Regions from separate parts of the Sus scrofa genome. Here region 1 is linked to region 2. Evidence: chromatin contacts called from public promoter capture Hi-C data. All regions are on one chromosome and are shown on one strand. Each heading gives the region's core, a stretch centred on a gene start, on an enhancer-like site or on the middle of the called end of the contact. The rest is flanking DNA. Distances are from core to core; before and after follow the strand shown. Region 1 holds the start of PATL1 (protein PAT1 homolog 1). Region 2 holds the start of TMEM109 (transmembrane protein 109).

Evidence for each region. Promoter capture Hi-C pulls out the DNA fragments that hold promoters and counts their contacts.
Region 1: a contact with region 2 is called in a promoter capture Hi-C map of liver, with 3 times the contacts expected there. The contact joins the promoter of PATL1 here to the promoter of TMEM109 in region 2. A contact is called at or near these places in 1 of 5 promoter capture datasets (liver) and 1 of 47 Hi-C or Micro-C datasets (embryonic fibroblasts).

What each region holds. Positions count from the first base shown.
Region 1 is chr2:11,824,433-11,828,240 of Sscrofa11.1, reverse strand. PATL1 (protein PAT1 homolog 1) reads right to left here and starts at 1,425. Exons shown (of 19, transcript XM_021082992.1): 1 at 226-1,425. The coding sequence starts at 240.
Region 2 is chr2:10,835,838-10,839,386 of Sscrofa11.1, reverse strand. It overlaps TMEM109 (transmembrane protein 109), which reads left to right and starts at 2,263. Exons shown (of 4, transcript XM_003122670.5): 1 at 2,263-2,417. It overlaps LOC110259253 (a long non-coding RNA gene), which reads right to left and starts at 2,229. Exons shown (of 3, transcript XR_002341475.1): 1 at 2,142-2,229; 2 at 537-602.

The DNA.
Region 1 (3,808 bases), core at 176-2,675, 990 kb before region 2:
CTCAGTAGCAACTGATAGGACAGTCCCGCCCCCACGAAGCCAGCTCACAGCCCTTGGACTAAACCCGCGACCCCAGAGCCCACACACTCTGCTCGGTCCTGCCGGCCCCTCCGCCCCCCCTTTTCCCCCCGAGGGGCGCGGACCGACGCGCTGAGCGTGAGAGAAACAGAGAGGGGGGCGCGTGCCGGCGGGAGGGAGGGGTCACTTCCGGTCGCAACAGCTCACCTCGTAGCGGAACATTCTTGGGGAGGGGGGGGAGGGAGCGGGGAGGGGAATGGGGGAGGGAGGGAAGAAGCGCTGACTCTCCGGGCTCCTCCGCGCGCGGGTCCTCCACCGGCTCGCGACCCCTGGCCGCCGCCGTACGCCGGAGCGTGCGTGGGAACGTGCGCAGGCGCGCCTCGGGGAGGGCGGCCGCCCCGCTCCGCGCCCGGCGGCGGCGGCTGCGCGGGGACAGATTTGGCGTCCCGCTTCCTAGTCTCGGCGGCGGGAAGGAGGTCCCGTGGCGAGAGACTGCGCACGCGCCACCCGTCGGGGGCTTCCTCGCGATCCGAACCTGTAGCTCCGCCCCCGGCTTCTCTGCGCCCGCCCGACGCTGAGGTTCGAGTCACGAGTTTTCCGTCACCGACGGGGCGGAGAAAAGCCTTGTGATTGTCACAGGATATGGCTTTGGAGAGTCCCAGGCTTAGCTTAGGCTGGGAGAAATGGACATTCCTGGGCACTTTTTCCAGCGTCCAACACCGTCTTCGGGTTGCTTGGCGGTCTTCACGACATACGATAGGCACCGAGTGGAGGGGAAAAAAGTTAAAGTTCAGGTCATCGAAAGGGGCTGAGTTCGTCGCCACTTTCAGCGGCACGTCACCCGCTGAGTCAACAGCAGGTCAGGGCTGTGATTTATGTGTCTCAGAGATGAAGGCTTTTTTTTCCTCTTTTCTTTAAACCGAAGGCTTATTAGGGAGGTTCAACCAGGGAGGTATTTTTAGGGCTCAGGCACATCAAGCGTGTGGAGTGAGGGAGCCAAAAAAGGCAGCACAGCCGTGGGCAGCAAGGTCATCGAGGCTGAGTGCGCCGTAGGGTGACACCACCTCCTTAGAGGATCAGGACCAGAAAAGCATTTGTCCAGGTGCCTTGGCAGCCTGTTTTCAGAAGTCTCTTTGGAGAACTGTTATCTCCGCTAGCCGAACTCACTCTTTCCCCTTGAAGACTAAACTTGGCTACGAAATTTAGTCCTTGCACCACGAATTCTTGTGCAGTTTCGCAACTCCTTTCTCCGGTGTCTTAAAGTGCAGCCTCGCCTGGGAGTGGCATAGAGTAAATTCCTTACGTGGTGGTATGACCGGATTAATCAGAGCCTGAGTAGTGGAAACTTGGATTTGGAAATAGAAGTTCTGGGTGGGAATCAGTGCTTTGCCACTGGGCCGTCAGATTTGGGGCAAGTTACCTAAACGTGTCTGAGCCTTAATTTCTTTGGAAAACGGGATTAATGATACCTGCCTCACAAAGTAGTGGTTCAATGGCATGATGATTCCAGTAGTACTTCTACTGATGGTTGAAGTCTGCCTTATGCCAATCCGGTGAGGTAGGTGGTATTATTTTCTCCATAGATGAGGAATTTGAGGATTAGAGATGTTAAGCAGTTTATCCTAAACCACTCAATGGCAAGCGGCAACCAGGTCTCTCATTCCAGAAACCCAGTCTCTTAATCATTGTGACAGTTTAACAAAAGAGGATATTTACATGGGACAGACCTAAATGTTAAAGTGGAGCAGGCTGGGGATAAGATGATAACTTTTAAGCACGCATAGAACACTACAAAAGTTCATGTATTAGGTAGGGGCACTTCTTAACAGTGAGAATTGGTGCCATATAGACCAAAGGTTGGGAAAGTGTGACCCACAGCCAAATCTGCTTAGCTGCCTTTTTTTTTCAAAGTAAAGTTTTGTGGGAAGACGGCCATCTTCATTTATTTACATATTGTCTTTAGTTGCTTTGGGGCAACAAAGGCATAATTGAATACTTTCAATGGAGGCTATTTGGCTAGCAAAGCCTGAAATAATTACTCTGGCCCTTTACGGAAAGAGTTTGCTGATTCTAGATGTTGCAGATCAAGTTTTCTGATCATTATGTCAGAATTTTTTTTTTTTTTTTTTTTTTTTTTTGGCTGCACTGGTGGCAAATGAAGTTCCCGGGCCAGGGATCAAATCCAAGCCACAGGTGTGACCTTTGCCACAGCTGTGGCAACACCAGATCTTTAACTGGATCTGCACCAGGCAGGGAATGGAAATTGTGCCTCAGCAGCGATTGGAGCCACCTCAAATACAACACTGGATACTTAACCTACTGTGCCACAATGAGAACTCCAGACATCAGAACATTTTAAAAAACTCCACACTTCTAATTAATGGACTGCTTGAGAAAACATAGTGGAAAGTAGATAAACTTATTAACGTATAAAGACTTGAGATACAGCTAAAGCAGTTTCTATGAGAGAATAGGAAAGCCTGAATGTAAATGAACTATAGGATGATGTCAAAGAAAGGATAAATAAGGAAATAGTAAAGAGCAGAAATGAAAGAAACAGAAAACAAGATAGAGATGGTCGATAAAATTATGTTTTTCTCATGCAACAGCTGTCTTTGAGGGAGATGAATGAGGGCCACTTTAGGCAAATGTATTTTCTTGAGCTGTGTAGGCCCATTATTAAGATGGAGAGGGTAAAAATTCTTTTCACAAGTAATTCTTTCGAAATAAGATATGAGGCCTTTGGAGAGTGTCTCTTGAGTGAGTGGAAGAAAAGTCTCTCCTGCACACCAGCTAGGTGGAAAAGGCGATTGACAGTTGAGAGGCGACATCAATTAGCATCGCTATCATGCTTTCTCTGGCCTTGCCATCCTTTTTCCAAAGGTTGTAAAAAAAATCCACTGCGGTATTTACAGATTCTATACATCCTATTTCTTAGATCATGGTAAAGGAACAAAATGTACTTTTTGTGAGCCTAGTTTCAGATGATGTATTAATTTTCATCAAGTAATGTACAACAAGTGTTATACAACAGCTTCACCAGGAGGGCTTGTTAAAATAGACTCCTGGGAGTTCCCCTTGGGGCTCTTTGTTAAGGACCTAATGCTGTCTCTGTGAGGGTGTGGGTTTGATCCTTAGTTTCACTCTGGGTTAGGCTGTGGCATTGCTGCAAGCTGCAGCATGGATCAAAGACGAGTCTCTTATCTGGTGGCCATGGCTGTGGTGTGGGCATGTAGCTGCAGCTCTGATCCGACCCCTAGCCTGAGAACATCCATATGCCACAGGTGCTGCCATAAACAAGAAAGAAAAACAAAAACCAGACTCCTGGGCCACCCCACTCCCCAGATTTTCTGATTCAGCAGGTCTGCAATGGGACCTAAAAATTGCATTTATATGAAGTTCCCAGGTGATGCTGATGCTGTTGGTTCTAGGACTAGGCTTTGAGAATGGTTGCTTTTAAACATTGTCCTCGGGTGCTTGCAAAGGTTATAAAGAGGTGGGGAAAAGAGTGGTGGGCTGCCCAGAGGGTCATTTCTCATGTAGTCTACAAGGTTGTAACAAATGTCCTAGAAAGTTACAGGGAGGAACCCTTGGTGCAGCAGATTTTAGGACAAAAGGCTTAGCAATATAATAGAAATTAAAATATAATGCAAAACTTGTAAACAAGGCCACAGAGTCTTTGTCCTCTCTGAAGAGGTGTTTTCTGTTTCCACCATTCCTTGAATCTGGCCTGGACTGTGATAGACCCGTGGAGTGCTGGGGAGGCGATGCAATGTCAGCTGTGTCTAGT
Region 2 (3,549 bases), core at 1,014-3,513:
GTTGTGGCTCAGTGGTAATGAACCTGGCTAGTATCCATGAGGACGAGGGTTTGATCCCCGGCCTCGCTCAGTGTGTTAAGGATCTGGCATTGCCACGAGCTGCAGTGTAGGTCGCAGACGTAGCTCAGATCTGGTGTTGCTGTGGCTGTGGCATAGGCTGGCAGCTGCAGCTCTGATTCAACCCCTAGCCTGGGAACCTCCATATGTGTGTGACTTAAAAAAGACCAAAAATATTTTTTTTAAATGACTGTAATAGTGCAATTACAGATATGGGAAATTTCCCAAGGGCCGTCCAATCAGATATTTCCTGGACCATAACAGACTAGTAAGACAGGTGGTACAGAGACTCTAATGGCTACTATTAACAGGGCCTAGTCCAGTAATAGCACACTGAGTGGCATATCAACAAAATCCTCTCCTGACCCAGGAATAAGCCTTATTGACACCGTGGGACAAATTGATTATGAAATGCTTCCTAATCCTTGGTCAAACTTATGGCCACAAGGGGGCACTCTAAAACAGTGAATGTCACTCACCATCCAGTTCCACAAGTCTCCAAGGTTAGGTCATTACTTATTGCTGTTGCTGACCTACAGTGGCCCCTGTAAGGAATTCAGGGTGAAGAACAGGATGAACCACTTTTGCTTTGGGAAAACAGGCAAAACAGGTCCTTAGTTAGATAAAGCAGGAAAAAAAATTTATGAACCCCAATTCTTGCATCTTCCCATACTTAGAAAAGCACTAAAGTCATTAACTTTGATACCTGTGCCTCATGAGTAGCAGTAACCTTCTACTGAGATGTAGGCTGGATTGTCCATACTCCTTAGCCAAAATCACGAACATACTGGCCTCTCCCCCAGCTTCTCTGGAGCAGTTCCTCAGAGCTATGGGAGAGGCCGTGTCCCAGGCTATAGTCTTCAGTAAGACCCTAAAAAATACTCAACTCACTGCTCTTATGTTGTGTGTTTTTCTTTCAGACAATTTTCTGGGAAGAAGGCAGAATTAGAAAGATGATTCAGAGAGGGACAGAAAAAAAAGTTCTGGCTTAAGAGTGTTGGGTTTCAGGAACTATTTTAATATCAAAGGGGAGCTTCTATGGCAGCCAAAAGTGATAAAAGCATTTGAACAGCAACTTAGGTTTTTTCTTTTTTTTTTTCAGCGTTCACTCTTTTTCATTAAATCTCCACACCTACTGTGCAGTGAAAAGGTATTTTTAAGACCTTCTAGTACTTTATACAGTCAAAAAACAAAATTCAACTGACTAAGTTTCAAAGATCGAATTGGCTATAAAAGATTCATGAATCAGGCAACATACCATCTCTCCAAAGGGCAACAGTTAGGGAAAGGTTTTTAAAGGCCAGGATATGGATGCCATCAACAGAAAAAAAAAAAAAAAAAAAAAAGATTATCTTAGGCACAGGTAACCTAACTATGGGGAACAGAAAGGGTCTACATGGCAGGTTATCATCATCTTGGGGACTGGCCCCAGGTGACAGATTACCTCATTGGTGCTGACCAAAAACTTTCTGACTGGTTAAGACAATTTCTGGGGGAGGTTGAAACTTAGGTTAGGTATTAAGCCCCGATTTGGGGGGCTTGTCTTAGTATAGGTAACACCATTTGGAGTCCAGGTTTCCTTTTTCACAACAGTAAAATTGAAAAAAGGAGACCCAGATAGATGAAACGACTTAGGCAGCCTGTTTCATCTCTCTGGCAAAGGAAAACCTCATTCCAAATCCTCGTGATTCCCCATCATGACGCTGCCTTTTGGATAGACATGGGGTTTGGGAGTTGGTTCCTTTCCTTCTCTAAAATTGAGGGAACACCTGGGAGTCATCCGCAGAGTTAGGGTGTGGAAATGGTCTCAGAGGGAGCGGATGCATTTTCCTCAGTTGTGCTCTTCTTACAGCTCCTCTAACACCCCGTCCCTTTGTGCCTTTTTTAGCGCGAAAAGTTTCTCAAAAGACCGGGTGCTTTCAAGTGCCTCTTCCTTAGAACTACATTTCCCACAATGCGGCAGGCGACTCCATGTGCTGGAGAACTACATTGCCCGAAATGCCAAGGGGGGTTTGGGGGCGGCTAAACTTCCACTCCTAATTCAAAGAGCCAGTTTACCCACTCTATCGCCCAGATATACTCACTTCTTTCCCCTTTCCCGCCAGGGACTTCCGTTCCCAGGTCAAACTTCCGACCCCATTCTTCTCTGGGTGGAAATGCTTGGGAAAAAACGTAATCAGAGGGTAGGGCGCATGCGCTGACCTGCACCAGATTGATCCCGGGAGGGAGGCTGCCCTGTCCCCGGGCTCATCCCGCCTTGCGCGTGCGCAGACGATAAACCAACGCCCCAGGATTGAGGCGCGGGTTTAGTGGCGCGTTTTAGTGAAGTCGCACGTGAAGGATAGCGTGGCCGGAGCCGGGTGAGTGCGAGCCGAGACTGGCGCTCGGGGGGCTGCACGCGAGACGGGGAAGCGGCGGCAGCTACAAGCGGGACTACGGCTTAGCCGCGAGGCCTGGAGAGCACTAGTGGGGAGGGGTCCGACGTCGCTCCGCGGGGAAACAAACTGGGGACCCGGATCCTTGTTGCTATGCAACAGGGGGCGTCGTTACTAGGTAACAAGAGAGGCACGCCTTTCCGGGGAGAAGAGCGTTCCGACCGCTGCTTGGAGAAGGTCCGGCCGATGCTAGGTGGCTGTCAGGCTAGAGGTCGAGGCTAGAGTTGAGCCCCTCGCCCCCTACTCCCGCTCACGGTCCAGCCTACCGCAGCCTCGGTCGGAACCTTTTGGGGTACCTCGAACCTCCCGGCCGCTCCGCGTCCCTTCCCGGCGACGCCACCCGGCAGGCTTGGCAGGGAACACACTGTTCGAAATAGCACATGCATGCCACTGACACCCTGTCTTGGGGAGGCTGGGCCCTGGGGAGGGCGCCGCGCGCCTGGGAACCTGCCCCTTTGCCCGTCGCCCTGCCCCCAAACAGTTGCTGGGCAGCAGCTGTCAGGGGTTTAGCGGGGGCTGCCCCCACCTGCCAGGACGCTGACTTCATTCTCCTCTGTGGCAGCTTCGCCCGATCTAAGAGCTTCCTTTCCACGCAGCTGTGCTTTTCGGGTGGCCGCTACATATTTGGATTAACTTTAAAATAGTCTCCTCTCCGCACCTCTCCATGGCTTTCCATTGCTACTCTCTCTAGCCGCTTCTTGGCCGGCTTCTAGTACTCATTTAACAAGCATTTATTAATCACTGTTCTGTGCTAGGCGCCGGGGATTCCAAGACAAGTTAGCTGTCAAGTCTGCCGGGAGATGCTCAAAGTCTAATGGGGGAGGCAGTCATAGAAACTGCTAAATTATGCTACTAGGCAGTAAATGGTATATTGACAGTTTGTGTACTGCAATATTCCTATGTTTACCATTTACGAAGTTCTTGCAGAAACATTTAACTCCTTGCAATCACTCTTAACTTTGCTGGTCCCCATTTTACATTCGCAGAGACTGAAACTCTGATAGGTTAAATACTAGGCATCAGGTAGTGGCTTCTAGTGGGTGGCAGAATTGAGCCT